Regions from separate parts of the Sus scrofa genome. Here all the other regions are linked to region 1. The links are chromatin contacts, called in public Hi-C and promoter capture Hi-C maps. All regions are on one chromosome and are shown on one strand. Each heading gives the region's core, a stretch centred on a gene start, on an enhancer-like site or on the middle of the called end of the contact. The rest is flanking DNA. Distances are from core to core; before and after follow the strand shown.

What was found. Promoter capture Hi-C pulls out the DNA fragments that hold promoters and counts their contacts. Hi-C and Micro-C count contacts between places; a contact is called where the count stands out from the background.
Region 2: a promoter capture Hi-C map of fetal liver shows a contact between it and region 1, with 2.3 times the contacts expected there. The contact joins the promoter of SKIV2L here to the promoter of NFKBIL1 in region 1. A contact is called at or near these places in 1 of 5 promoter capture datasets (fetal liver) and 1 of 47 Hi-C or Micro-C datasets (heart right ventricle).
Region 3: a contact with region 1 is called in a Hi-C map of undifferentiated spermatogonia, with 2.5 times the contacts expected there. The contact joins the promoter of SLC44A4 here to the promoter of NFKBIL1 in region 1. A contact is called at or near these places in 5 of 47 Hi-C or Micro-C datasets (embryonic fibroblasts, epiblast stem cells, heart right ventricle and 2 more) and 1 of 2 datasets of contacts at active chromatin or transcription factors (alveolar macrophages).
Region 4: a Hi-C map of embryonic fibroblasts shows a contact between it and region 1, with 3 times the contacts expected there. The contact joins the promoter of DHX16 here to the promoter of NFKBIL1 in region 1. A contact is called at or near these places in 1 of 5 promoter capture datasets (liver) and 3 of 47 Hi-C or Micro-C datasets (embryonic fibroblasts, heart right ventricle and liver).

What each region holds. Positions count from the first base shown.
Region 1 is chr7:23,668,510-23,675,860 of Sscrofa11.1, reverse strand. NFKBIL1 (NF-kappa-B inhibitor-like protein 1) reads right to left here and starts at 2,859. Exons shown (of 5, transcript XM_021098451.1): 1 at 2,779-2,859; 2 at 2,530-2,677; 3 at 1,048-1,324. The coding sequence starts at 1,312. ATP6V1G2 (ATPase H+ transporting V1 subunit G2) reads left to right here and starts at 2,820. Exons shown (of 3, transcript NM_001145380.1): 1 at 2,820-2,901; 2 at 3,173-3,273; 3 at 3,779-3,952. The coding sequence starts at 2,820. The coding sequence ends at 3,952. It overlaps LOC102161099 (a long non-coding RNA gene), which reads right to left and starts at 6,705. Exons shown (of 2, transcript XR_002345613.1): 1 at 6,177-6,705; 2 at 5,516-6,077. It also overlaps a transcript of DDX39B not described here.
Region 2 is chr7:24,045,726-24,052,626 of Sscrofa11.1, reverse strand. It overlaps SKIV2L (Ski2 like RNA helicase), which reads right to left and starts at 5,611. Exons shown (of 28, transcript NM_001101817.1): 1 at 5,499-5,611; 2 at 5,317-5,420; 3 at 4,524-4,633; 4 at 4,313-4,430; 5 at 4,070-4,184; 6 at 3,890-3,964; 7 at 3,563-3,616; 8 at 3,277-3,467; 9 at 2,983-3,111; 10 at 2,623-2,768; 11 at 1,874-2,020; 12 at 1,668-1,752; 13 at 1,409-1,515; 14 at 966-1,112; 3 more. The coding sequence starts at 5,520. NELFE (negative elongation factor complex member E) reads left to right here and starts at 5,726. Exons shown (of 11, transcript NM_001101825.1): 1 at 5,726-5,802; 2 at 6,242-6,324. The coding sequence starts at 6,250.
Region 3 is chr7:23,971,445-23,979,173 of Sscrofa11.1, reverse strand. SLC44A4 (solute carrier family 44 member 4) reads left to right here and starts at 1,944. Exons shown (of 21, transcript NM_001101818.1): 1 at 1,944-1,994; 2 at 3,789-3,837; 3 at 4,492-4,565; 4 at 4,706-4,784; 5 at 6,108-6,207; 6 at 6,296-6,421; 7 at 6,561-6,621; 8 at 7,558-7,642; 9 at 7,717-7,729. The coding sequence starts at 1,961. EHMT2 (euchromatic histone lysine methyltransferase 2) reads left to right here. Exons shown (of 29, transcript NM_001101823.1): 27 at 280-358; 28 at 484-659; 29 at 986-1,491. The coding sequence ends at 1,166.
Region 4 is chr7:23,202,305-23,209,237 of Sscrofa11.1, reverse strand. It overlaps DHX16 (DEAH-box helicase 16), which reads left to right and starts at 1,365. Exons shown (of 20, transcript NM_001123106.1): 1 at 1,365-1,571; 2 at 3,303-3,553; 3 at 3,886-4,048; 4 at 4,333-4,389. The coding sequence starts at 1,365.

The DNA of each region.
Region 1 (7,351 bases), core at 1,610-4,109:
CTTAACAGCTGTGTGACTTTGGCAAACTATTCTTTAATTTTATTTTTTTTGCATTTTAGGGCCACACCTGCAGCATATGGAGGTTCCCTGGCTAGGGGTTGAATTAGAGCTGCAGCTGCCGGCCTACACCACAGCTACAGCAACGCAGGATCTGAGCCACATCTGTGACCTACACCACAGCTCATGGCAACGCTGGATCCTTAACCCACTGAGTGAGGTCAGGGATTGAACCTGCGTCCTCATGGATGCTAGTCAGATTTGTTAGCTGCTGAGCCACGATGGGAACTCCAACTATGGCAAATTATTGAACTTCTCTGTGCTTTTCTTCATCTGAGAAATGGGGGTTAATGTTAGTACTTGTACCTTCATAAGGTAGTTGTGAGGATTAAATGAGCTGCTTTGTGAGAAGTGCCTGGCACACAGCAAGGGTCATTATCTAATTTTGCACATGGGGGAGTTCCCGCTGTGGTGCAGTAGGTTAAGAATCCAACTTCAGTGGCTCAGGTGGCTGTAGAGGCACAGGTTTGATCCCTGGCCCAATGCAGTAGGTTAAAGGACCCAGTGTTGCTGCAGCTGTGGTGCAGGTCACAGCTGTGGCTCGGATTCAATCCCTGGTCTGGGAACTTGCATTTAAGCCATTAAAAAAAAAAAAAAAAATCTGCACAAGGGCAAATTAAGCATCAGGAAAGTTTAGAAACTTGCCAAGAATACACAGCTATTAATCATGGAGCTGGACTTTGAACCCAGACAATGTAACTGCAAAGAGTATCCTCTGTCGTACTTTTTGCAATACAAGCAAAAACTAGTCAAGAGACTAGATAGCCACTAATCTAGAAAAACATGATTTCTGACTACTACTTGCTGTTTTGGGGAATGTAGGGCTCTTCAGACAAAGGGAGCTCAGTCATGTAAAGGCACAAATGATAAGCAAAGCCAACTCTTCCCTAAGTCTCGGGAGCAAATAACCAGCTTATTTTTCAACCACTGGCCTTCATCTCACACCCCACCAGGTCCTCCAGACCTTGTTCCCTCCCAGGGCAGACTCACCATCAGGGCCCTGGCGGGCAGCAGCATGTAGCGCCGTGTCCCCATGGCGGTCCTGGTGGGCAGGGTCAGCCCCAAGCCGAAGAAGCAGGCAGAGGGCAGGGGCATCGTGGCGGGCACAGGCCCGGTGCAGTGGTGGGGGCTGCCCAGCATCTACATCAAGGCCCGGGTGTCGCTGGAGGAGGGCTTGGGCCCGGACCAGCCGTCCTGCAGACAAATAACGACGGAAGCGACGCTCTCGGCGTTGGCGACGGGAGGTGGAGGCCATGGAACTCTTGGGCTGAGAAAGAAGGAAAAAAAAGGCAGCAGTCAGGACCTCAGCCTTGGATGGTCCCTCCCTCTTCCATCTTTGACATTCTCTCTGTTCCTCCCTTCCGTTCCCCATTTCTCCTCGTATCTTCAGCAAAAGATGAGGGCCAGTCCTAATCCTCATCTCTTTACCAGATAAGTTTGAAGAAAAATTTTGAGGAGGGAGCTGGGGTCACATTTAATTTTTTTAATGAGAAAAGGATAAATGATTACTTTGCGGCTCATTGGCCCACATAAATTTTTAATAAAGGATTTTGTTATATAATAAAAGACTGATGAGGGAAATTTTTATCAACAGAAATTTGAATTTTAAAAAGTCACAATTTCAAATAATGATCTAGAAATTGAATATAATGTACCCGGCAGACAGATGTAGAGGCTTCTCCCTCTGGGACTTGGGGGGAGGGGTTACTCATCAGACCTGCCCCCCGCCCCCCTAAGTACCCCCGGAGCAGTAGGCCCGAGGCCTATGTTTAAGACGCTGCGAGGAAGGGAGGCGGGAAGGGCGGAGACACTCTAGGCTGACGGAAATGGCGCAAGCGGACACGCCGGTAAAGGGCGGAAATGAACTGAAGCGCGTTACCGGATGTCGTTCCTCCCCGAGGGGGGCGGGAGGTGTTTCCTTGCTCTAGCCTCCGGGGGGGAACCTAGGGAACTTAAGATAAAGGGTCCGTCTGAAACCGGAAGACTACGATACGCCAGAAAAAGCAGCAGAGGCAAGGGCTAGCTGGAGGTTGAACCCCGCCTCCCCCAACTGGAAGGAGAGAGATGATTCAGTAATAGACGAAAAGATGAGGAGAGAAAACAGGGGAGACAGGATAAAAATCACGGTGAAAATGCAAAACCAAAACCACAGCAAGGCCGAGAAAGGGACAGGTCATAAAGGAGAAAAACACAGGAAAAGACACAAGAAAATAAAGCAAGTGAGATGAATGGAGATATCTGGAATTGAGAAAGTAGAAAAAGGAGATAGAAATGAGAGGGAGAAAAAAAGGGGAAGACAAGTTGGAATTTAGAGAAGCCCAGCATACTCTATGCCCAACACACCACCCAGGATGATTGATTTACCTCCTCACCCCATTCTCAATCCTTCTATGTCTCCTTCTCTCCCAGATATTTCTCTCCTCCTGACCCCTGCCCGCATTCCTAGCCCTTCCAAGTGGGAAAACCCTGCACCTGCGACGACGGTTGTGGGGAGCTTTGGGCCTGGTCTCTGCTGCCCCCAGGCGGTAATTTTGGGTACTGCCAGAGGAAGAGGTGAGCGAAAAGGAGCAGTCATCATCAATCGGAGGATCAATTTGGGGGGCACACCCGGTGCAGAAGGCTGAAAGAAAAGAGGAGCACTAAGACCCAGGGGTAGTGGAAGGCTGCAGCAAACAGCTGGGGGAGGAGAAGTAGGCAGTGTGGGGGAGAGCCGTCTGGTACCTTGATAGCATCCGAAACAGCATCGGTCATAAACGACAGAAATGGCCAGTCAATCCCAGGGCATCCAGCAGCTCCTGCAAGCTGAGAAGCGGGCCGCTGAGAAGGTGGCAGATGCCAGAAAGAGTGAGTCTCTTCATTTCTCCCTTAGGAGTCCAGAGAGAAAACTGGGGGTAGGGATACAGCAAACATTTGAGTCCTTCGGATAACCCAAGGCTGGTGGGGAGGAAGGAGCTGGGGTGGCTTATTAGGAAGGAAGAAATGGGTGTCAGAATCTAGCATCTAGCTGACTGAGAGAAGGCAGAATAACTTTTCCGAAGGGAGTGACCCATACTCTCAGATTTAGTGGTGGTGGGGAGGGTCTACCTCCACTTTCTGTCCTTTCTTCTGTTACCAGGGAAGGCGCGGCGCCTGAAGCAGGCAAAGGAAGAGGCACAGATGGAAGTGGAGCAATACCGCAGAGAGAGAGAGCAGGAATTCCAGAGCAAGCAGCAAGCAGTAAGTCATGGGGGAGCTGGGATGGGACCCTGGGATGCAACTTGATAGGTCTATCTGGTGAGGTGTATACAGGGTGATTCCACAAGAAAAAAAGGTGGAGGGGTCCCCTCGCTGAAGGGGACTCTGGCGAGGACCACATTGCTGATGGAGCTTTGCAATACGTAAGAGAGTCTGGGAGCTTTAAAGGACTTGTATAGCTTGTGGAGGTAGGGGGATGTCACAGTCCATGCAGAGTATGACATTTGGGGTGGAGGGCAGAGTTTTATGGGCGCATGTGGTGAGGCGGTGGGGATTGTATGGTCTGTTGTAGGATGATGCTGCCTGTCAGGTCTTAGAGGAGAGGGCATTACGTGGCTCTCTTTGATGTCTGGATATTTCTGTGGATGGCAGTGGTTTTGGAGAGGGCCTTTCTTCCTGGCCTTGCTCCAGGATCCTTCCCTCCATGTGCCTGGATGCCTTCTTTCTCTGTTTCTGCTTTTTCCTTTCTCTCCCCCACCTCCCCCAGGCCATGGGCTCCCAGGGGAACCTGTCCGCTGAGGTGGAGCAGGCTACAAGACGCCAGGTACAGGGCATGCAGAGCTCCCAGCAAAGAAATCGGGAACGTGTCCTGGCCCAGCTTCTTGGCATGGTCTGCGACGTCAGGCCCCAGGTCCACCCCAACTACCGGATTGCTGCCTAGAACCCACACCAGGTCCCTGGAGGGCCCGACTCCTCCTTCCAGTTCCCCCCTTCAAAGAAATCCTCAAGAATCACCTCCCACCATGATCCTTTTCACCTTCTCATTCCATAGAAATTCTGGAAGCAAATCCAATAATTCTCCTGTGAAATCTATAAATATCCTGCTCAGACCTGAATCTCCATGTTCTTAATCCTTCACTGGGAACCTGTAAATCCCAAGTCACCCTCACCCAACCCCTTTGTGACAGAAGAAGTAGGGATGTGGAAACCACTCTGACTTCAGAGCCTGGTAGGCTTGGATCCCTCTCCCAACCCTGCCACCTGCCAGCTGGGCAACCAGAACATGCACCTTAAACTCCAGCTCCAGTGTCATTTGCAATACTGGAATAACAGTAATAAGGCCTACCTTGCAGGGTTGCTGCAATGGTTAGGAACCATTCTGTAAAGAACCTGGCATGGTTTCTAGCATGTAGTAGCTGCGATTCAATGACTGGCAACCTTGTGATATAATTACCATCCCCTGCCCACCTGCCAAAACCTAAACACAGCTGTTTCCTCATTTCTGTCTGTGGTTTTCTAATTCTACTCATTTATTCTGTGACCCTAGTGATTCCATGAGGAATTGGTTCTTCCCACCTCTTTTCCCAGAGACCTTATAATCCTTGAAAAGATGAAATAATGATCTGATTTAGCCTCTCTACGGAAGTGCCAGGAAGTTGTTTGCATCTCTTAACCTCCCTTTTTGTCTCTCTTAAGTTGGTCTTTCTTTTTATTGGATTTCCGCATTTTCCTATTTTCCCAAAGACCTGAGATCTAAAGTGATGCTCTGTCCCCTTGTATGCATGGCCTTCCTTTCTACATCTTCAACACCTTACTTTCCCTTTGTAACTATGAAAAAAAGTGTCAATAAAATAATTATGGGCAAACCAATTGGTGGGTCAAGTCAGCCTCCTCTTTTGCTTCATTTTTTTCTCATTTTCCTGGTTTATGTATTCCCCAGACACCCAAAGGGGCTGTTTTTGATGCTTGCTGGAGAAACAAAAGCAAATGGTATGTTATTTTTTTTCTTGAGTGAGAAACAGAGTTCCCTGGTGGCCTGACAGTTAAGGATTCAGTGTTGTTGCTGCTGTGGCTTGGGTTTGACCCCTGGCCCAGAAACTACCCCATGCTGTGGGTGCAGCCATAAATAAATAAATAGAGAAACATGTGGCTCCTCCTTTGGAAACCTGAGGACTAGAGATGGCAACTGTAGAGAAAAACTGGGGTGTAGGAACAAGCACCTTTACCTTGCTATATTTTCTTTCACAGCACTTATGGATACTTGACATGTTTATGTGGCATCTCCCCCATTATGTGAACTCCGTGATGATAGAGCTCTTCACTGCTGTGTCCCCAGATCTTTGGAGAGCACCGGGCACAGAATAGGCAGTTGATAAAATACTGTTGAAAAAAATTGATACTACAGGTTGGAAAAACTGCCCTTCCATGACACCATCCTTGGACCACTGTCATTTCTTTTGGCCACAGGAAACAAGCCTACTGCACCAAGAACTTGAACTAATGAGGTGATCCATAGTGTGTTTATTAACCACTCTTTAAGCATGGAGACAGGATTTAGTAGAGAATAAGTAAGTGTTTTTTCTCTGGCTCTGTCACTTTACAAACTCCATTGCTTTGCACATGTTGCTTTAATTCTCTAAATCCTTTTCGCTTGATGTAGAATGGGAATAATGGTACACCTTGGTGTTAAGTGGTTAAGTGCGATAACAGGTAAAGGGCCAAACACTTCTCAGTTTTTTGTTTGTTTTTGCTTTTTAGGGCTGCAGCTGCTGCATATGGAGGTTCCCAGGCTAGAGGTCGAATCGGAGCTGTAGTTGCAGCCACAGCGACGCAGGATCCGAGCTGTGTCTGCAACCAACATCACAGCTCACGGCAGCGCTGGATCCGTAGCCCACTGAGCAAGGTCAGGGATCGAATCTTCATTCTCATGGATGCTAGTCAGATTCGTTAACTGCTGAGCCATGATGGGAACTCCCCAGTTCTCAATTTTAAGTCACATTTGATTTCCATAACTTATAAAAACCGGAGTGGAGGTGGGTATCAAATATTTCATTCAGAAAAAAAATCTAGGCCAAACGAAGGGGCTATTAGAGGCAGGACTAAGTATGTTATGGTAGAAAATTTATAAAATATTATGTAACTCTCAAACCTTACCACTTACCTACCATTTGTCTTTAACACCTGGGGCAGAATCTAGACTCGGTGGATTCAAAATACCTTCCTGATTCGCCGCCCATGCCCACGAATCTCAGGGCCCTGAGGACATCAGCTACATCAGCCAACATAATTTTAGGCAAATGTCGTCCACTGCCTCCACTGCTGAGGAAAGGGTACGACTGAAGAACCAGACTTCCTTCCTCCCCCAACCTAAGGACAACCCTTACCTAGCTCCAGGGCCAACCTCCCTAGGTCACCTTGACTACCGAGCCAAGGACCCCGTGGGAACTCGCAGTCCCGCCACCTTGGGTGGCTTCCACGGAGGGGTGCCCAGAGAGGAGGCCTGCGTGGCAAGAAATTAAGTGGAGAGGAGAAGGACGAGAAAAAGAGTAGGACAAGATAAAAAGATAACACTGGGAGAAAATGCTGGTTTCCTTTATGCCTTTTGTTACTGGCATTAGCGGCGGAGTTAAAAGTGGCTTTTTCTTTCACAAAGGCACTTTCTAAAGGCAACCCTAGAGCGCGCGGAACCATAGAATGGTGGAAGGTCCTTCTTCCGGTCTCTTGCGTCTGCGCGCTCACAGCGAAGAAGGCGGGAGGCCGGCGGAGGTGGGGGGTGGGGAGCGGGGAACCGGAAGTGAAGGCCGATTCCCTCCTTCGTCGCTGTTGCCGCCGCCATACGCCTTCGCCTTGTTCAGGTAAGGTTTGGCTTTCAGCACAATCCGACTCCATCTGCGTTTCTCTGCGGCCATCCCGTCGCAGGGCTCCTGATAACCCTTGTACAAGCTACGGTCTGGTCGCCGGGGTCTGATTGAGTTGTTACTTCCACCGCATACATTCCTTTCAAGAGCAAGAAGGTTGGGGGGGCGGAGGCAGGGAAGCGGCGCGCGGGGGAGGGGGGGAAGTCCAAGATGGTGGCCCTGGCGCCATTGTGTTTCCTTTACTCTTCGCTCCTCCAGTGGGCGCCTGCTTAATCGGAGGCCCCAGCGGCGATGAGAGGTGACGCTAGGCGTCCTCTGGCCTTGGGCATTTGCGGAGGGCGGGGCTCTTTTCATCCTCCCGCTTATTTTTGCGTTGTCGGCTCGCGGTAGTGGGAATCGGCGGCTTCTGGGCCTAGTTGAACTTTTCTCATTTCGGCCTTCCCACTATTATTTAGAGCGTTTTAATTGTTTAGGAATGGTGT
Region 2 (6,901 bases), core at 4,362-6,861, 370 kb before region 1:
CTGCCCATTTTAAGATGGGACACCTAAAGCTCAAGGAGGTTTAAGTCATCTGTCCAAGGTCGCACAGTGAGTAAGTGGCGGAGCTGGGATTCACCCCCAGCGGTCTAGATCCAGAGCCCAGGTCCTTAACCACCGCACTTCCTGCCTAAAAGCCTGCCCCTCCCCGCTCCGGGCAGCCCCAAGGGGCCGTCCCTCTCCCCCCAGCACAGGCACCTTGACCAGGCCGCGGCTGAAGAGCATCTCCACAATCTCCTTGAGGATGGGCAGGATGCCGCTGTGGTGCACGCCCAGGCCGCGGTGCAGGAGCTCGGACATGTGCAGGACCTGGGGGAGGCCAGACCTGGGGTCAGGAACGGAGCTGTGGCACCCCCCGGTCCCCACCGGTCTCCAAGGCCCCCCTCCGCACCTGGGGCAGCTGGCGGTCAGATCCGCGGAGGCGCGCGAGGCAGCGCTGCAGGAAGAGGTGGATCTCACTCTTCTCTGAACTCGTGGTCAGGTCGAGAGAGGTGAGGCCCGAGGCCTGCTCGTCACAGCGGCCCCGGGAGAAGGTGAACACCACCACGGGCAGCTGCTCGCGGGCACGGAGGGAGGCCAGGAGGGACAGGTACACACCACGGTCCTGGGGAAGCGGAGAGAAGGGAGTGGAGACAGAGTCCCTGAACCAGCAGCGGGGAGGTGAAGCCGTGTCAACTCGGGCAGTGCTTGGAGCTCAACTCCAGACCCTTGGGGGAGGAGGGAAGAAAGGACAGGGCAGAGAGAGGCGGTGGCAGGTACAAAGCCTGCTGGCGCTCACCTGTGCAGGTCCCCCCTGATTCGTGGGCTGCTTGGCCCCAAAGGTCTGGGCGTGTTTGCTCATCCGCTCTTTCTTGGCCTCCACAGCTGCATAGTACCTGCGGCAGGGGAAGGGTGGCCTCTGGTCACAGCCAGCCAAGCCCAGCCTGGGCTCTCCCTGCTCTTCTGCTTACCCCTTTGTGTGGAAGGAGCCCCGCGAGTCCAGCAATAGGAAGAGCTCCCCCTGGGTCTTGGGGCTGTTCCCCGTGAAGAGATAATGCTCCAGCGGGACTGGCCGAGCAACAGTGCTGATCACGTAGATCTGGCGACGCTTCAGCCGCCTGAGGGGACGAGAAGGCAGCCGATGGGGCGGGGGAGCATGTGGAAACCCACGTCCCCCTGCCAACCGCCTTCCCCTCTCTGGCTTCACCCTCACTTTTCTGGGAGTCAGACTGAAGGCTGGCCCGTCACCCTCTCTCTCGACACGTGAAGTGGTCTGGGCCCAAGTGGGATCCCCGGCCTCTCAAGCTGGATGTGTTTCCCCGGCCACACCCCTTTCTCATCCCCACCCCCAAGGCCCGACCACTCTCCCCACCGTGAGAGTCTATGGAACAAGCCCCCTGGACACGCGTCTCACCCGATCCAGTCAGCAAACTCCAGCGCGTTGGGGACAGTGGCACTCAGAAGGATGATGGAGACGTGGTCCGGGAGCATGATCAGCACCTCCTCCCACACGACCCCACGCTGCGCGTGAGCAGGGAAACCAAGTCACCAGCAGCTCAGAGGGGGCTACCCTTCCACCCCTGGGGAAGTGGCTCAGGCAGTGAGGGGCACGGGCTGTGAAGACGGCTCCACAGGAGAGGCCTGCCAGGAATCCCGGGCCCCCAGCCCCTTACCTCTGCATCGTTGATGTAATGCACCTCATCAAAGATGACCCACTCCAGGTCCCGGATGACATCCGAGCCACTGTACAGCATGGAGCTGGGGAAAGAGGCCGCAGGGGCGTCAGCCTGTCTCCACCCTCAATGCAGCCCAGACGCTCTCCCGGGAGACCTCAACTTCCCCACCAAACGCCCGCCCGTGCTGAGCGCCCATCTCTCACCGAAGGATCTCTGTTGTCATAATGAGGCAAGAGGCCTCTGGGTGCAGCTGCACATCACCGGTGAGCAGCCCCACGTCCCCGAATGTGTTGCGGAAGTCTCGGAACTTCTGGTTGCTCAGAGCCTTGATGGGCGAGGTATAGATGGTGCTGGAAAGAGGGCATGAAGTTAGCCAGTCCTTCGGCACAGACACCAGCCAGCAGCTCCTCTCCCAGCCTGAGCCTCCCAGAAGCATGCACGCACAGAGCTCGGTGCCCCCTTCGTCATTCCAACTTCCCTCACGTTCCCCTTCATGGCCTGACCCCGGAAAAACCCTGTCCCCCAACCCTTTCCTAAACTAACGTGGGTCGTTCTAACCTCTCTCCCTTTCCTTGCCATTTTTCTTCAACCTCGGCTCGGTTTCTCCCCCACACCTCTCATCTAAAGAAGGAGGAGGGGGAGTTCCTGCTGTGGCTCAGCGGTCATGAAACCAGCTAGTATCCATGAGGACGCCGGTTCAATCCCTCGCCCTAGAGAGTGGGTTAAGGATCTGGCATCGCTGTGGCTGTGGCGTAGGCTGGCAGCTGCAGCTCTGATTGGACCCCTTGCCTGGGAACCTCCATATGCCAGGGATCTGGCCCGAAACAGCAAAATAAATGAGTAAATAAATAAATAAAGGATGAGGCAGGGAAGCCGAGAAGAGATGAGACTTAGAAAGGGCGCAGGTGAGAACAGGGATGGTGAAGGGGGAGGCGGTGGCGGGGACCTGTACCGTGTCATGTGTTTCTGGGCGAGGGCGATGGCGTATTCAGCCACAACTGTCTTCCCCGCGGATGTGTGAGCTGCAACAAAGACTGAGTCGTGCCGTTCCAAGTGCAGGATGGCCTGTTTCTGAAACACATCTGGCTCAAACGCCCACTGTGGGAGAGAGCAGGAGATCGGGGCTGAAGAATGGAGGGGGTCTTCCTGCCTCCAACTTGAGGGGCACTCGGGGCAGCAGGGAGAAAGCCAAGGTGAGGCCAGGCCAGGACTGAGGTCCAACACTGGCCTGAAGGCATCAGGCCTCCGGTGGGGGGAGGACCCAAGGCTGGGGTGGGGGCGGAGGAGAGCGGGTGAGGGCTGCTCACACTACCTGGAAGGCTGGCTGGGGAATGAGGCGGTAGAAATCACCCACGGGGGAGGTGACATCCACGGGAATGGCCCACTCTTCCTGAGGTGGGGGCTTGGGAGGCTCTCGGGGGGCTACAGCTGTGGACGCTTCCTGGAAAAGTCAGAGGTAGGGGTGATAAAGACAGAGGCAGAGAGCATTCCACTACCACCCCAACCAAAAGATGCTCCAGTCTTTCTCTTGGACCCAGGCAGGCCCGCCCACCCTGTCCGGGGCAAGGCCCCTTCTTCCCTGCCTCAACAGCCCAGAACCACCAACCTTCAACACTAGGTCCTCCAAGCTGCTTGCTCGAGCCAGGGGAGCACTGCAGGGAGGGGCAGAAACAACGTCCCGTTGGGCACCTCCTGGCTGTCCCACTGCCTCACTCTCATCCTCATCGCCCCCACCCAAATCCAGGGGCTCCAGCAGGCGGCTGAGGCTGAGCAACCCAGGAGCTGGAGCTGAGTGATCTGAGGAGCAGGGCAAAAAACAGTCATGTCCAGCTCTGCTCTGAAGCAGTAGGGCGCCACTTCTTCTACGCCCCCATCTCAAAACTGAAACTCACCCTTTGGTGCAAAGTCCACACCTTTCTTGAAGCCGGGCGGAACAGTCAGAAGATCTGGAGGAAAGGGACAGAGAGAGAGAATCAGGGCTACTGCAAGCTGCTGAACAAGTCACTATATAAACCTAAAGGACATCATTCACAGTGTAGATGCTGTAGTTGGGGATATTTGTCATGACACTTTTCCAACAGTTGACAGCAGGGTTCCTTCTAATTTGCTCAAAGAAATAAGAAAGCCAGCAAGGACCCAGTGAGAGGCCTGGGCCCTTCCTCCTCGGGGCCTGGGCTCAGAGCCCTCCCTCAAAAGGGCCCATCCTGGCACCACCTCACCTTTCTCGAAGTCTATCTCCTCCTCTGCCTCCTCCCGAGTACTCAGATCTGTGATGCTAGGCTCATCCATCCCACCTGGGGAGAGGTTGGAGAAACAGGGATTCATGGGGTGGCCATGACTCAGGGGGGTGGAGAATAAGGGCTCCCTCTCCCCGACCATCCCATTTCCACAAGCATCACCTGGCCAAAAAGGGTACTGTGTTGGATTCCCCCACAGGGACTGGGAGGCGGGCCCTGGTGGCCGGCGAAGAGATAAGGAGGTTGTGGCCGACAGGTTTGTATTCTCTAGCAGGACCTGAGGCAAGAGATCAGAGCGCCAGTGAGGCTGAGTTGGCCTCTGACAACCCCCCGCTCCGGCCGCCACCCCCCCACCCCACCCCCCCCACTTCCCAACTCTGCTTCTTGTGGCCCCTGACCTCTTACCTCCTTGTAGCCTAGTATCTGGCCTGTGGTTGGGTGTCTTTGGGCCTGCAGGTCGGAGGGGACTGGGGCCCCCAGTGCGGCCAGGAGAGACCAGGGATCCATCTTCCTCTGCCATTTTCTGGACAGAAAGAAATTTTCAGCTCTTTCTCCTCTGTCTCAACTTCCTTCAGGAACCCATTTCCCCTAGTCCAGGCCCCTCTAGACTCCTCACCGGGCTGAGTGCTCCACACCATGCAGAGGCAGCCAGGCTGGAGAGGACAGAAACAACTGTTCTGCTTCTTGCTGCAGATCTGGGGCACAGGGTGGGAGGCCGTGGGGAAGCTGGAACAGGGCAAGACGAGAGGCATGAGGCAAGGAAAGAGAGTAAGACACAGACAAAAGAGATGGTGACGGGCTTCATGTTTAGATCAGAAATGGTAGGTGTCCCATACAGGCTAGGACAATTAGGCTGAAGCAATAGTTTCCAAAGGTTGTCCTACTTTATAGGAAAAACTGACCTGCAACTGAATTATCTGGAGAGCTGTTTAATAATATAGATTTTGGATTAAAGAATTTCTGGAGATGGACCTAAGAATTTCTAATTTAGGAAAGCTCCCCCTCTAATCATGAGGCACACAGATTCTGATAATCACTAGTTTTAGGAAAAGGAGCCCCAGACCTAAGGATGAAAAACCGAAGGTGCTCAAGGGCTGACCTATCAGCCACCAACAAGTGCCCTGGTGCTTGGAGACAGAAGAAGATGCCAGGGAGAAAAGACCCACTGGAAAGAGCAGTTCTCAGAGCTAAAGTTATCCCCAGGGCTCCCTGCTCTGTCTTCTCATGGGCTCTGACGCACTGCAGGTCGACTGGGTTGGGATCCATCCCGCACCAGTCCAAAGCTGGGATGACAGGTGTCCAGAGACAGGTGAGCCAGGTCAGGTTAGACCCTACTGTGAGAAGGCTGAAAGGGGTTTTAAGCCCTATTAATAAGGGTCAAGGTTAGGTTAGAGCTAAAAGTCACTCACGGTGCTCTCTGGAGCCCCAGGCACATTCAGCAGCTCCCAGCGCCCGGTACATCCTAGCTCCAAGGCGCGGAGGGGCAGATCCAGGGGATCTGGGGTAGGCAGCACTATGGGAGGAAAATCACAGGTCAGGGGTCAAGGGTCATTCCCTGTCTCCTCCTCCTTCCCACCTTCTGCCCCCTCACCGAGTCGCTCCGTCTCCATCATCCTGGAGCCACGGTAGCTGCCGGGCAGCCCGGAAGTGTAGGGAGGAGCCGAAACCCGCGGAACTAGCGGCGACTTCCGGAACACACCCCGCTGGGGGCGGGGACGAGCACTACCGAGGGGCGGAACCCAAGCTGGTGGGAGGCCGGACGGAAGTGTGCGCGCCGCGAGCCGCCTTGGTTACCGCGGTCTCCGCCCCTCGCTACGTCATCGCTCCGAGCCAGCGATCCGCTGCCCGCGCGGGCGCCGCCCGAGACCGTGGGGCTCCGGTTGCCGCCCCCTCAGGTAAGGCCTTCTCCGTCTCACCCTTCGCCCCTTTTTTCCGAGCTCCTTCTCTCTTCTTGCCCTGTTCGTTGCTCTGAGAGCGCTGCGCGGGTTCCACTGCCTCCTCTGCTTTTCGGACCCTGCGAATGCCATACTAACCCCAGCGAGGTAGGGGGGGTCTGGTGCCATCGTCTTCGCGACGGAGGGGGTGTTTCTCCCTTCCTGGGCTACGTGGTGCCCCAAGGCGCTGGTATCCGTGATTCCCGGAGAGAGAAGGGAATGCTGGTTGATCCCGACGAGCGGGGGCTTGGACGGCAGCTGGTTTAAGCAAGGGGTAGGGAGAGGCAAAAGACAGGAGTAGGCAGGCCTGGAGGGGTGGGATTGGGTGCAGTGTGGACGGCGTGTGACCCCTGGGCGGTGACAGTGGAGAAAGATGTCTTGGGCCCTGCCCCTGAACCAGGAGCCACCATGTTGGTGATACCCCCCGGACTGAGCGAGGAGGAGGAGGCTCTGCAGAAGAAATTCAACAAACTCAAGAAAAAGGTGAGGGAGTGTGTGTGGGCATGGCCCAAACTTTCAAAGACTCTACACTGAGAACACCTGGGGTGAGTGTGAGGGGATGGGGGGGTGGGGGTTCTTCTAGCTCATACCTAGAGACATGGCACCTCTCAGTGTCCCTTCATGGGTGGACTTTCTCAAGGTGGATACTTGCTTTTCTCTCTTTTCTGTATAGTCTGCCATGGAGGTGTCTTCCTTTCCTCCGGCTTTTAGTACCACCTAAGAACTGGTGATCCCAGGCTTGGTTTTTTTTAGTTCCATCTGTATCTTGCCAATAACCTTCATATATTGCCGCTCTGGTCTTACCTATTCTAATCTTGGTCTTCCAAATAGGACTGACTCCATTCACTTCTCCCGCTGTTTGGAATCCAGATCTCGTCTCTGTCTTATTTGCGTAGCCAAATGTTTGCCGAGTCGTCTTGATTCCTCCTTTGAAGTAACTTCTTCTGTTTACTCCTTCCTGTGTATTCTCGCAGTCAGGCCTTTGCTGATGCTCACCTAGACTGTTGTAATCGTCTCTCAGCAAGTTTCTTTTTTCGACAGACTTTTTTACTTCTATTAA
Region 3 (7,729 bases), core at 695-3,194, 300 kb before region 1:
GTACCCTCACATGCCTGCGTCCCTTGTTCCTCCTCTTGATCCCCCGCCTGGATAGGGGCTTCCCACGCCTCCCCCCCCAGACAATGTGCCCTGTCCTCGGGACCCCATGTGCCTTGCCCACCCGAGCCCCAGCCGTGCTGATCTGTGAGATTCATGGACAGTGACTGGGGCAGCTGACAGGCAGCAGGAGAGGAGTTGTGGGGTTGTGAGGCGAGACAGCCCAGAGCCTGTTCCCAGGAACCCCCCCTCAACCCCGGCACCACCACCTCCTGCCCACAGGTATGTGGGAGAGCTGATCTCTGATGCCGAGGCTGACGTGAGAGAGGATGATTCTTATCTCTTCGACTTGGACAACAAGGTGGGCGGGAGACCCCTCCATCACCTCCTCTCGGCCAGCAGATGGAAACTGGAAGGGGCCTCGGGCTGTCGGTGGGCTCGAGGGGTGGTGGGTGGTGGATGTGCTGACTGCCGCCCTCCCCTCAGGATGGTGAAGTCTACTGCATCGATGCCCGTTACTACGGCAACATCAGCCGCTTCATCAACCACTTGTGTGACCCCAACATCATCCCCGTCCGGGTCTTCATGCTACACCAAGACCTGCGATTTCCGCGCATTGCCTTCTTCAGTTCACGAGACATCCGGACCGGGGAGGAGCTGGGGTGAGGCAGCCTGGGACGCGGCCATGGGTGTGGGAGGGGCAGCCGGCCCGGGACCAGAGCAGGAAGGCTGGAGAGTGCCTGCTCTCCAGGCACGGATTAGAGCAGAGCTTCTCTGAAACGGGCCATAAACAGAGTCCCAAGCCGCACAGGTTTTGAGTCAGTAGGTTTGGGATGAGGCCCAAGAGTCCTCATTCCTAACAAGCTCCTGGGCAGCGCTGGGGCTGTAGGTGCAGAGAGCATAGGAGGCCTCAGAGCCCCGCAGAAGATGGGGACAGATGCTTCGGAGTGGGTCTGGGTCCCACAGACCGCCTGTGCTCCCCTGACAGGTTTGACTATGGTGACCGCTTCTGGGACATCAAAAGCAAATATTTCACCTGCCAGTGTGGCTCTGAGAAGTGCAAGCACTCAGCGGAGGCCATCGCCCTGGAGCAGAGCCGCCTGGCCCGCCTGGACCCCCACCCCGAGCTGCTGCCCGAGCTCAGCTCCTTGCCCCCCGTCAACCCCTGAGAGTGGACCACACACACCCCTCCCTACCCCAGGACGGCCACCAACTCGGCAGCCACCTCTGCTACTTGCTGCCCACAGCCCACACCTGGGGGTGCCACAGTCTCCTGTCCCTGCACCCCTCCACACATTCCTCAGCCAGAGATCCCCGCCAGGCCCTGGAGGTCTGACAGCCCCTCTCTCCCAGAGCTGGTTCCTCCCTGGGAGAGTGACTTCAGGGCTGGCCACCCCCCTGTTCCCCATCCTTAGCTGAAGTTTGATGAATTGAAATTGGGGCCCTATGCTAACTGGTTTCCTTTGTTCTCAATAAATGTTGGGTTTGTAATAAGCCGAGGGGTTGCAGCCAGAGGGAACGTGGGTGCGAGGGGCAGGTGAGGATGGGAAGCAGGCCGGGCAGGTGTGCCTGGTGTGGCTGGTGCGGCTGGCCGCCCGGGGGAGGGGCAGGGGGTGACCGGGTGCAGGATCTCTGGTCAAGGCCAAATCTCATCTGGACACTTAATCTTTTGCGGGAGGGTGTGGGCGGGAGTGTACAACCAGTGAGGAAGTTGGCAAAATTGAGGAGGGTTTTCTTAGAGCGTGCGGGAGTCCTTCAGGTCGTGGTCCTTGAGGCCTGAGCAAGTAGCCTTGACCTGACCCCATCCCAGGCTCGCCTTCCAGCTCAGAGTCAAGTAGGAGGAACTAGAGTGTGTCAGGGACCACAGGCAGGGGTGGGGCTGTGACGTGCCAGAGGGAGGGCGGGGCAGGTGGCAGGTGAGCTGCCAGGTCTCCCAGGCTCCAATCACTCCGGAGACTGAGCCATGGGGGAAAAACAGGACCCAGACAAGGCCTACGGTGAGGCTGGGGCCAGGCTGGGATGGGGGCTCGGGCTCCAGTGAGGAAAGGGAGAGCTACACTGGGAATGGGGAGGGGGGCGCGGTGCTGGGGTCGCCCCAAGGAGTGGAGCTGAGGGGAGCCGTAGTCCCAGAGGGGAGGGACCAGGAAATGAGCTGATGGAAGAAGGTCCTGGGAGGAGGACGGGGTTCTGGGGCTGGGAGCCATGGCTGGGGAGCCTTCCCGGAGTGCATCTGGGGTCCCTGGGAGGAGGGGGTGCTATCAGCCCTGGACTCTGGTTCTCTGGAGGCAGGGCCCTGGGAAGCAGAGCCTGAACCGGAAGGAGGCAGGGACAGGGTCCTGAGGAGGGGAAAGGGCTCAGGCTGGGGGTGTCAGGTGCTGCAGAGCCTGGGAGGGGTGAGCTGGGGTCTAGGCAGCTGTCAGGAGAAGCAGCTGCGGTCCCCAAGAGGAGGAGGAGTTTCGGCCTGGACTCTGGGTCTCTGAGGGGACAGGGTGCTGGGGGTCCCTCTGAGGAGCTGGGGCTGCAGATCTTGGTGGAGAGGGGGCTGGGGGCCTGTCTCGAGGGTCTCTGTTAGGAGGGTGTACACAGAGGAATGGGGAGCAGCACCTGCTGAGGGTCCTCTGCAGGGTAAGGCCTCAGGAAAGGGAGCAGGGAGCCTGTCTCCAGAATCTGTGAGGAACAAGGCTGGGAGGCTGCCCAGGGGTCCCCAGGCCTGGGGTTGGGGGGCGGGAGTCTGAAGGGAGAGGACACTGGGACACCTGTGAGCATCGAAGGCTAGGGGGTTGCCTGCCGAGGCCCCCTGGGGTCTGGGGTTCTGAACTTCTCTCTGGAAAGAAGGGAACCCAAAGGAGGGGCCTCCCAGAAGCCTTCCTTGGTCCAAAGGGAATTAGGGGAGGGAGCAGTGAGGGCGCCTCGTAAGCTTCAGCTTCCCGGAGCGGCTTTGGGTCAATCATTGACATCATGTCCGAGAACCTTGGAGGGACAGAGTCCAGGGCACCAGGGACAATGGACCACACCCCATCCCAGCCCTCTGTCCTCCCTCCTCGATGCCCACAGGGGACCCTGGCTGCCTGGCCCCACCCCCTCTCTGTGTGTACTCAGGGAGGACCAGGAACAGGACGTGGCCCCAATCTCAACTGCCAGGCTCAGGTGTCACCGGGACTGCCCTCCCAGGGACTGACAGTAGCCTGGAGACCAGACCGAAGTCCTTTCGGGGTGGGGGTCTGCAGGGGCCCCTCCCCTCCCCGGGCCTTGGGGGAGTGGATGCCTTCGGTTCCAGTGTCTTTCCCCTTAGCTTGGGGCCGGGGGTAGAGGAAGGGGCTGGGGTCGATGCCGAAGGGGCTATGACCTCCCTGAAAAGCTCTGAATCTGCGCCCACAAGGATAGGGGTGTGAAAGCCACTGGGAAGGCTGAAGACAGCCCACACCCCAGCTGGAGGGAGACTCCGGAGCCAGGGTGGGGGAAGGAGATGAAGGCTATTTGCCTGGCGGCCTTGAGGTTCGAGCCATTAATGACCCATAAAGGCGGCCCTTTCCCCTCCCTCCAAGGCCGCCTGGCTGGAGTTCACAGTGAGCCGTGAGGCTGCTGACCAAGCTTTGATCCTAACGTTTCCTGTTCTCCTATTTCCCCTCCTCCCGGCCCTGCCCTAGTCCATCTCCCCCCAAACTCCTGAGGGCCAGGGAGGACCCCGGTGCATGGCAGATCCTGTGCGGGGAAAGGGTTGGAGGGACTGGAAATGGGGGAGAGACCCCTCTCGATGCCTCACTCTCCACACCTCTCCCCACGCCCTTCAGGGAAACCAGCCAAGTATGACCCCTCCTTCCGAGGCCCCATCAGGAACAGGTGAGTTCTGGACACCGTGCTCCACCGGTGGGGGGCAGAGGCGGAGGGGGGAAGTAAGTGTCCTGGTTTTGCTTCTATTTGCTGAATATTGGTTAGAAATTTGTGGGGGAAACGCTTTTACGCAGGAGAGTGGCGGCCCTGGGGAAATTGCCTTGTCTAGAGGGGGCGCAAAGGGGCTTCTGGGAACTGGTGATGTTCTTTCTGTGTCTTGACCTGGGAGCTGGCTACCCAGGCATATGCCCTTTGGGAAAATTTGTCCAGCCGAGCACTTACAAATTGTGCCCTTTCTGGTGTTAAATTTCAGAAGAAAGTTTACCCACCCAGAAAATTTTTTTCTTAAAAAATAAAATAACAGAGTTCCCGTTGCAGCTCAGAGGTAACAAACCCAACTAGGATCCATGAGGATGCAGGTTCAATCCCTGGCCTCACTAAGTGGGTTAAGGATCTGGTGTTGCCATGGCTGCAGCTCCAATTTGACCCCTAGTCTGGGAATTTCCATATGCCACAGGTGCGGCCCCATAAAAATATATATAAAATACAATGAAACCTACCTCTTCCTACTTTCCAGTGTTCCCCAACTCTCCAAACCTTGGGTCCTCCAGACCATGCTCCCCCCAGCATCCTCTCCAAAGGTTTCCCCCATTTCTCTCCCAGGAGCTGCACGGATATCATCTGCTGTGTCCTCTTCTTTGTGTTCATTCTGGGTTACATTGCTGTGGGGCTTGTGGGTGAGTTCATGGCTGTGCAAAGCTGGGCCAGTGGCCGGGGGACATTACTGTCCCAGGGAGGGACCATGCCCATGGCCGTCCCCTCTGAAGCCCCTGCCTGCGTCCCCTCCAGGGATTTAACTGTGTGTCTCTGTCTCCAGCCTGGGTCTATGGAGACCCCCAGCAAGTCCTCTACCCCCGGAACTCTTCTGGGGCCTATTGCGGGATCGGGGAAAACAAGTGAGTATAAAGGCAGGAAGAAGGGGCAGGAGCGGGTGGGGCAGGGGACACTCCCCTCCAGTCTCCCTGAATCTCACCACTCCAGGCCACAACGAGCAGCCTCGACCCCTGCCTTCTGAGTGCCCCCCAGAGGCATTGTAGAGTCACGATTAAGTGCAGGGATTCTGGAGTCTAGAGACGGGCATTTGAATCCCCGTAGGAACTAAGTTCTGGTTTGTGATCTTGGGCAATGTACTCAGCCTCTCTGAGCTTTGATTTCCTCATCTGAAACACAAGGATGATTCCAGGAACCAAGCTTTCCGTCCTGGCCTGCAAGAAACATTCAATCAACATCAACACCTTGAACATTTCTATGGTGTGTATTACATGCCAGATAGACAGTGCCCTTTACACACCCAAACTTCACTGAAACCCTATGAGGTAGCTGCTATTATTTTACAGGTGATAGAACCAAGGCCGTGAGTGATTAAGTGACTTGCTCAAGCTCATAAAGCTGGGTGATGATTTGGCTCCAGAGTTCAAGCTCTAAATCATTTGTTACAAGTACCGATGCCCGGAGTTCCTGTTGTGGCTCAGTGGTTAACTAATCTGACTAGGAACCATGAGGTTTCAGGTTCAATCCCTGCCCTTGCTCAGTGGGTTAAGGATCCGACGTTGCCATGAGCTGTGGTGTAGGTTGCAGATATGGCTCGGATCCCGCATTGCTGTGGCTCTGGCGTAGGCTGGTGGCTACAGCTTCAATTCAACCCCTAGCCTGGGAACCTCCATATGCCCGCAGGAACGGCCCTAGAAAAAAGGCAAAAAAAATAAAAAGAAGAAGTATCGATGCTGGAGTTCCTGTCGAGGCTCAGTGATTAACGAACCCGACTAGTATCCACAAGGATGCGGGTTTGATCCCTGGCCTTGCTCAAGGAGTTAAGCGTCTGGCATTGCCGTGAGCCGTGGTGTAGGTGGCAGATGCAGCTCAGCTCTGGCCTTGCTGTGGCTGTGGCATAGGCCGGCAGCTCCAGCTCCAATTCAACCCCTAGCTTGGGAAGCTTCATGTGCCGTGGGTGTAGCCCTAAAAAAAATGACAAAAAGACAAAAAAAAAAAGAAGAAGAAGAAGAAGTGGCGATGCTGAGATGCCACATTCCTTGGGGAAATCTTTCAGGTGTCTCCTGTGCCTCCCCAGTTGGGCTGAGCTTCCTGAGGTCAGGAGCTGGGTGGTGTGTGTCTGGACCGTGATGGGCCTGTTGCACATTTTAGGCGCAGCCCTGGCCATCCCTTTCTTTTCCCCAAGACTTGACCAAGCCCTGACGCATACGCTTCCCTCTTTCCTGCAGAGATAAACCCTATCTCCTGTACTTCAACATCTTCAGCTGCGTCCTAACCACCAACATCATCGCGGTCGCCCAGAATGGTCTGGACTGCCCCACGCCCCAGGTCAGCGTCTGGGACCTGCCTCTGCTCCCATATCCCCCCTCCCACGAGGGGGAGGGTACCAGCCTCTCAGCACACTCTCTGCCCCCAGGTGTGTGTGTCCTCCTGCCCAGCGGTCTCATGGACCGTGGCAACAAACCAGCTCTCACAGACGGTTGGGCAGGTGTTCTACGCTGCAAACAGGAGCTTTTGTCTGCCAGGGGTGCCTGGGGACATGGTAAGCACTGCCCCCAAAGTCACATCCCCTGCTGTCGCCAGGGCGGGTCCATAATGCATGGGGGTGGGAGTCGGGTAGATGGTAAATGATCATCCTATTCTGTCTGTGTGTCTGTATGTCTCTCTGTCCCCCCCTCCAGCCAGTGCACCAAAGCCTGAGCCAGGAGCTCTGCCCCAGTTTCCTCCTCCCTTCCAGTCCAGGTGAGACACCATACTCTCTCCTCAGACCTCATCCTGTCTGGGATTTGTATTCCTTAATCAAGGAAACCAAGTTCAGACAGAATCAAGTCACACAGCTCGTCTGTGACAAAGTCAGAATGAGCACAGGTTTCCTTTTTCTCTCTGCTGCATGGTTGTCGTGCAGTCAGATCATAGTGCTTATTATGCACCTGCTGCCTGGATGCCAGGCATTGTGGACCCGCAAAGCGAGGGTGGAAACGCCACCTCATCCTGGGTGGGGAGATCAGGGCTGTTCACAACAAGACCGCATGAGATTCCCACGAGAGCACGTGGGGGCATGAACACAAGCTCACTGATGTGTAGATACAGGAACAGGCTGGAGAGAAGTTCACACCAATGACTGTGGCTCGGCGGTGGGTTCACGGTTTGCCCTTTTTTTTTTTTTTTCTGTATGCTCTTCTTCCCAATTACAAATGTCATTTTTAATAGAAAATATTATAGTTAAAGGAGTTCCCATTGTGGAGCAGCGGAAATGAATCTGACTAGGAACCATGAGATTGCATGTTCAATCCCTGGCCTCTCTCAGTGGGTTAAGGATCTGGCGTTGCCGTGAGCTTTGGTGTAGGTTGCAGATGCTGCTCGGATCTGGCATTGCTGTGGCTCTGGTGTGTAGGCTGGTGGCAACAGCTCCGATTCGACCCCTAGCCTGGGAACCTCCATATGCCACACGTGCAGCCCTAAAAATCGGAAAATAAAGAGAGAGAGAGACAGTGAAGAAAGCTGGACTGGGCCTCTCAGGGCAGGGGTTCCCTTTCAGCTGTAGAATCAAGTGCAGCCTCTGAGGGGGGGCAGAGACCTTCTCACCCCCTCCCTCGGGGCCCTCGGGGGTGGGGGGGCAGAGACCTTCAAGGCAAAGCTCTGGGCCCTCCCACCCAGTGCCCTGTTCTTTCCCTCCAGCTCTGGGGCGTTGTTTTCCGTGGCCCAATAGCACTGTGCCCGAGGTCCCGGAGATCTCCAACACGTCCATCTCCCAGGGCATCAGGTGGGTACCCCCTGCCCCACATCTCTGCCCCCACCCCTTCCCACCCCCCATCTGACTCTGTCTCTCCCCAACAGTGGTCTTCTTGAC
Region 4 (6,933 bases), core at 116-2,615, 470 kb after region 1:
AGGATTTGGCGTTGTCCTGAGCTGTGGCATAGGTCACCGACGCGGCTTGGATCCAGCGTTGCTGGGGATGTGGTGCAGGCCGGCAGCTGTGGCTCCGATTGACCCCTAGCCTGGGAACCTCCATATGCCGCGAGTATGGACCTAAAAATCGATGAAAAATGAAGTTAAGCAGACGGTGGAGTTCCCTGATTCGAGCGGGTGAGGATCTGGCCTTGTACTGCTGTGCAGCAGGTTAGATCCAGGCACAGGGAACTTCCAAATGCCTTGGGCGTGGCCAAAAAAAATTAAGTAGCCACTGATCAATCTCTCAAGCTGTCAGGAAAGAAAAAAAAAGCAAAATACATTTTGTGCATTAGTTTGGAGATCTTCTAAAATAACTTTCTGAGAAGGCACTGAGTTTTTTCCTTCAGATCCCAAATTTCTTCCTACCTAGAGTCCTGCCTTATGCTTAACCTATATTCATTTCTGCAGAAAGTATCAGTCCTAGCAAAGGTCACTCCTAATCAGCACGGGCGAATCTGTAATAAGTGGACCGATCTTCTAATTTGAAATGGACTTCACCGCCCTCCCGCAAACACACACTCACAAACCTTGCGTTATTTTTGGTTTCATAGAATTTACATGTTTATTTTATTTTTTTATTTTTTTGTCTTTTTGCTATTTCTTGGGCCGCTCCCGCGGCATATGGAGGTTCCCAGGCTAGGGGTCGAATTGGAGCTGTAGCCACCGGCCTACGTCAGAGCCACAACAACACGGGATCCGAGCCGCGTCTGCAACCTACACCACAGCTCACGGCAACGCCGGATCGTTAACCCACTGAGCAAGGGCAGGGACCGAACCCGCAACCTCATGGTTCCTAGTCGGATTCGTTAACCACTGCGCCACCACGGGAACTCCTACATGTTTAATTTACATGTAAATTTCCCCCTCCCCCGCAGCCTCTGTAAATTCATCACGGGATTCGTTTCGGATTGATTTTTGCTATATCCCCGGGGACTGAAACTGTACCTAACGCATATTAGGATCTTAGCATTTGCTGAATGAAATACCTACAAATCACCAACGTGGTGGGGGAGGCAGAGAGATTAACTAAGGGAGGAAATGAAACTTTTATCCCGTACACTTCCGCGAGATTTGGGCCCGTTCAGCCACCGTAGTGCTTAGGCCGGAAAAGTGGACCACTTCCGGCCTCCGGGGTCCGGGAAGATTGCTTTGGACTGTCAGCAACCGAACCCCGAAGTGCTAAGGCAGCTTCTTTGGGGAGGAGAGGTTCCAGCCCGGGGCTCCAGGCCTCCGACCCGCCCGGTCGCCAGCGTGGCTGCTGGAGATACTTTCAGGGCCAGGAATAAGGAGCATAGGTCGCCATGGCGACGCCGGCTGGGCTGGAGCGCTGGGTGCAGGACGAGCTGCACTCGGTGCTGGGGCTGAGCGAGCGGCACGTGGCCCAGTTCCTGATCGGTACCGCACAGCGCTGCGCCTCTGCGGAAGAGTTTGTGCAGCGCCTGCGAGACACTGATACCCTGGACCTCAGCGGGCCAGCCCGGGACTTCGCCCTGAAACTCTGGAACAAGGTGCCTAGAGGGGCGGGGCCCCGGCGTGGGAGAAATAGGAGAGGGGGTGGAGCAGGGAAGGGGTCCCCAGGTTGTTTGTCCCAGTGAGGCTGGGCTGGACGCGCGTTTGGAGAATTAAGTTAACTCAGTTAACAGGCGTTTATCCTTTGTCCGTTATCGCCTGCGGGTTGAGGACGGCTTAAGTACGTTGGGTTAAGCGGTATAGAGCAGTGTTCTCAAACTTTTAACAGGTGTAGGATTCCTCTAGAGCTTTTGTTAAAATGCTGCTTCTAATTCAGTAGGTCTGGAAAGGATTCTTCGTTTCTTCATTTCGAAATCTAACAAGTTTCCAGGTGATGCTGATGGTCCACAGACCACACCTTGAGTAGTGCGGTTATAGAAGAAATGTGTGGGGAGTTCCTGTCGTGGCTCAGCGGTAACAAACCCGACTAATAGGACACAGGTTCCATCTCTGGCCTCACTCAGTGGGTTAAAGGATCCAGTGTTGCCGTGGGTTGTGTAGGTAGCAGACACCGGCTCAGATCCTCCCTTTCTGTGACTGTGGTTCAGGCCGGCAGCAATAGCTCCCATTAGACCCTAGCCCGGCTGGGAACTTTACATGCCACAGGTGTGCCCCTAAAAAGAAAAAAGAATGAAAGTATTGAGCTTGTTTACAGGATGGCAGATAACCTGATGCATCCGTCCTACAAGGTGCTTAGTGAGAGATGAAATTAGAACATTGTGATGTGAGGGTCAGGGCTTTTTGTTAATCTGTTCACCACTGTATCCTTGGAGTCTGGTACAGTGCCAGGCACGTGACAGGCTTCTGCAAAACAATCCTTGTCAGTTTGTCAGTCCTTGTGTTGGAATGACATTTTTTTTTTTTTTTTTTTTTGTCTTTCATCTTTTCAGGGCTGCACCTGCACCATATGGAGGTTCCCAGGCTAGGGATCCAATTGTAGCTACAGCTGCTGGCCTACGCCACAGCAGCACAGGATCTGAGCCACGTCTGTAACCTACACCACAGCTCTAGGCAACGCCATATCCTTAACCCGCTGAGCGAGGCCAGGGTCGAACCCGCATCCTCATGGTTGCCAGTCAGAGTCATTAACCACTGACCACAACTGGAACTCCCTTGTATGGGAATGACTTAGTCATTGGAAAGAAGGGAGGCAGAACAGTTGAGAACTGTTTGAGAATGTAAACTCCATGAGGATAAGGATTTTTCTCTTAATGTATCCCAGTATCCCTAATGCCTAGCAGTGGGTGCACAGGACAGGCTTTAATGAATGTTTGTTAAATGAATTACTGAAAAGAAGTTTAGAAGCTGAGCGGTCCCATTCAGGCAGGTGGGCCTGGTGCAAGGTCTTGGGGAAGGGAGAGAATGAAGGCCAGTTGAAGATCAAGTTACTCCTGGAGTTCCCGTCATGGCTCAGTGGTTAACGACTCTGACTGGCAACCACAAGGATGCGGGTTCGAACCCTGACCTCGCTCAGTGGGTTAAGGATTCATGAGCTGTGGTATGGATCATAGACGTGGCTCGGATCCCGTGTTGCTGTGGCTGTGGTATAGGCCGGCAGCTGTAGCTCTGATTGGACCCCTAGCCTGGGAACCTCCATATGCCTCAGGTGCGGCCCTCAAAAGACCAAAAAAAACAAAAAACAAATTACTCCTTAAATTAGGAGCAGGGCTGAGTAGGTAGGCAGGGATCGGGAGTTGCCCACACCCCCTTGTCTTCTCCTCTTCTGACAGGTCCCACGGAAGGCAGTGGCAGAAAAGCCAGCTCGGGCAGCTGAGCGAGAGGCCCGAGCCTTGCTGGAAAAGAACCGATCCTACAGGTTGCTGGAGGACAGTGAGGAGAGCAGTGAGGAGGCTGTAGGCAGGGCTGGGAGCAGTCTCCAGAAGAAGCGGAAAAAACGGAAACACCTCAGGAAGAAACGTCAGGAGGAAGAGGAGGAAGAAGAGGAGGAAGAAGTTCCTGAGAAAGGAAAGAAGACTACAGGGTAAGTCAGAAGTAGGGTGAGAGAGGAGTTCCTATTCTTGTTCAGTGGTAACCAACCCGACTAGTATCCATGAAGACACGGGTTCGATCTCTGGCCTCAATCAGCGGGTTGAGGATCTGGCATTGCTGTGAGCTGTGGTGTAGGTCACAGACGTGGCTTGGATCCCGAGTTGCCATGCCGTGGTGTAGGACCCTTAGCTTGGTAACTTCCATGTGCCATGGGTGCGGTGGCCCTAAAAAGACCAAAAGTGGGGGGTGAGAGGATGGGGCGGGTGGATAATGCGACAGCAGGCCTCGGGATGCCCTTAACTAATCCTCTGGGCTGGGTTGCAGGGGGAATAAACCACAGACGGAGAAGCCAGAGTCGGAGGATGAGTGGGAGCGGACAGAGCGAGAGCGCCTTCAGGACCTGGAGGAACGGGATGCGTTTGCGGAGCGGGTTAGGCAGCGGGACAAGGATCGAACTCGCAACGTCCTGGAGCGCTCAGACAAGAAGGTTTGTAGGAGCAGCACGTTCCATAAATCCCCAGGAAGTTGCGTCTGAGGTTTGGTGTGATTGCAGAAAGTGACCTTTCGGAAGACAGGAGCTGCCTCCAGTGGCGTCTTCCGGCTGAGAAGGCTCTCTGCTGGACCTGTAGCCACAGAGAGTCCTCAGTGAGGGGGGACATTTCTTTGTGCTGGAGAACACCTGACTGAGCCTGGGGATTCTAGAAAGAGAATGGGTGTGGGGACTTTGGGCCTCACAAAGTCCTCTCTGGGCCTCTTGCCTTCTTCTCCTAGGCTTATGAAGAGGCTCAGAAGCGCCTCAAGATGGCTGAGGAAGACCGGAAAGCCATGGTGAGTCCCAGTGCCCAGGAGACAAAAGGAAAGTCTTTCTGTTCTGTTTTTTTTATTTGTTTGTTTGTTTGTTTGCTTTTTTTATTTTTTATTTTTTAATTTTTATTTATTTATTTATTTTTTGTCTTTTTGCTATCTCTTGGGCCGCTTCCACGGCACATGGAAGTTCCCAGGCTAGGGGTCGAATTGGAGCTGAAGCCACCAGCCTACGCCAGAGCCACAGCAACGCGGGATCCGAGCCGCATCTGCAACCTACACCACAGCTCACGGCAACGCCGGATCATTAACCCACTGAGCAAGGGCAGGGACCGAACCTGCAACCTCATGGTTTCTAGTGGGATTCGCTAACCACTGCGCAACAACGGGAACTCCCTGTTTGCTTTTTTAAGGCCGAACCTGAAGCATATGGAGGTTCCCAAGCTAGAGGTCTAATTGGACCTGTAGCCGCCAGCCTATATCACATCCACAGCCATGCAGGATATGAGCCACATCTGCAACCTCCACCACCCCTCATGGCAATGCCATATCCTTAACCCCCTGAGCAAGGCCAGGGACTAAACCTGTGTCCTAATGGATACCAGTCGGGTTCATTAACCACTGAGCCATGATGGGAACTCCGGGAAAGTCTTTCTGATGGGACAGTTAGGGGTGGGGAGAAGGGAGGCAGAGGAAGTACAGTGGGGCTGCTGACGGAGTGTTGGGTCACTCTTGGGGTGGGGTGTTGGGTGAGGAGGGGGCTTGGTTGACAGGAGCCTGCTGAGGGGGGACTTAAGTTGTAGAGGGAAGGGAGTGGCCCATACACCCTCTTTGACTCCTTAGGATCAGATCACATTGTGTATTAGGGAAGTGTGAGCTTTCCCTGTTCTTGGGACCTAAGGACATGTTGGGAGTTCTCATGGATACTAGTCAGATTTGTTTCCACTGAGCCACGATGGCAACTCCGTTGGCTTTTTTCTTGAACGATTTAGAAGTATTAGACATAGTGGCATTTTATCGCATCAGCATGTACCTGGTAAGAGTAAGACATTCTCTAAAACCAAAGCGCCATTGTCAGACCCAGGAAGATGATTCTCACATATCAACTAAGAACCTGCCTACGATAAGATTTCCCTAGTTACCCCAAAATGTCTTTAATTACTGCTTTTTCCAAACTGGAATCCAGTCAAGGGTCATGCATTGCATTTGGTCGTTAGGTGTCTTCAATTTGTTTTTTTCCTTCCCTCTTCTTTCCTGACTTTCAGTTTCAACTTGCACCATGTCCTACATTCCGGATTTATCTGATCCTCATCTTGTGGTTTTAAGTTCCCCCAGGTGCGCACATTAAAGTGGAAACTGGGGAGTTCCTGCTGTGGTGCCACGGGTTAAGGATCTATCTGGCTTTGCCACAGCTGTAGCGTGGGTTGCAGCTGTGGCCCGGATTCGATTCCTAGCCCAGGAACTTCCATTTGACATGGGTATGGCCAAAAAAAAAATAAAAGTTGAAATTGGGTTTACACCTTGCTTAGACTCTGATTAAACAGTTGTGGTGGCAACACCTGTTGGGTGGTGATGTGCCCTCCACATCGGGCTGCCATACTGTCCAGCTGCCTATATCCTTCCTACCAACAGCCTTTCAGCTGATGGTTTGGCAGCCACTGCTAATCCTTTCCTGAGTCACTTATTTCACAGAGGATTGCGAGACGGTGATTTTTGGGTTCTGACATTCCTTCCACTTTTTTTTTTTTTTTTTTTTGTCTTTTTAGGGCCGAACCTGTGGCATAGGGAATTCCCTTGCTAGGGGTCGAATCAGAGCTGTAGCTACCGTCCTGCACCACAACCACGGCATCGATGGATCTGAGCCACGTCTGTGACCTACACTATAGCTCACGGCAACACCAGATCCTTAACCCACTGAGCAAGGCTAGGGATCAAACCTGAGTCCTTGTGGGTACTAGTCGGGTTTGTTACCACCGAGCCACAACGGGAACTCCCATTCCTTGCTGCTAAGGAAAAGTTCTTCTTTATATAAAAAAGCTAGTCAGGAGTTCCCCTTGTGGCACAGTGGAAACAAATCCCACTGGGAACCATGAGGTTGTGGGTTTGATCCCTGGCCTCACTCAGTGGGTTAAGGATCCGGCATTGCTGTGGCTCTGGTGGAGGCTGGTGGCAACAGCTCCTAGTAGACCCTCTAGCCTGGGAACCTCCATATGCCGCGGGTGCGGCCCTAAAAAGGACAAAAGACAAAAAAAAAAAAACAAAAAAAAAACAAAAAACCAAAGCTAGTCAATAAATATGGAAGGGGGAGTTGCCTGGCCTCGCTCAGTTGGTTAAGGCTCTGGTGTTGCCATGAGCTGTGCTATAGGTCACAGTCATGGCTCAGATCCCGAGTTGCTATGGCTGAGGTGTAGGCCTGCAGCTGCAGCTCTGATTTAACCCCTAACCTGGGAACTTCCATATGCTGCAGGTGCGGCCCTGGAAAAAAAAAAAAATCAGCAAGGAATGAACTACAATTCCTTCTTAAGAGGAAGGGCAGGAGTTCCTTGGTGGCTCAGTGGCTTGAAGATC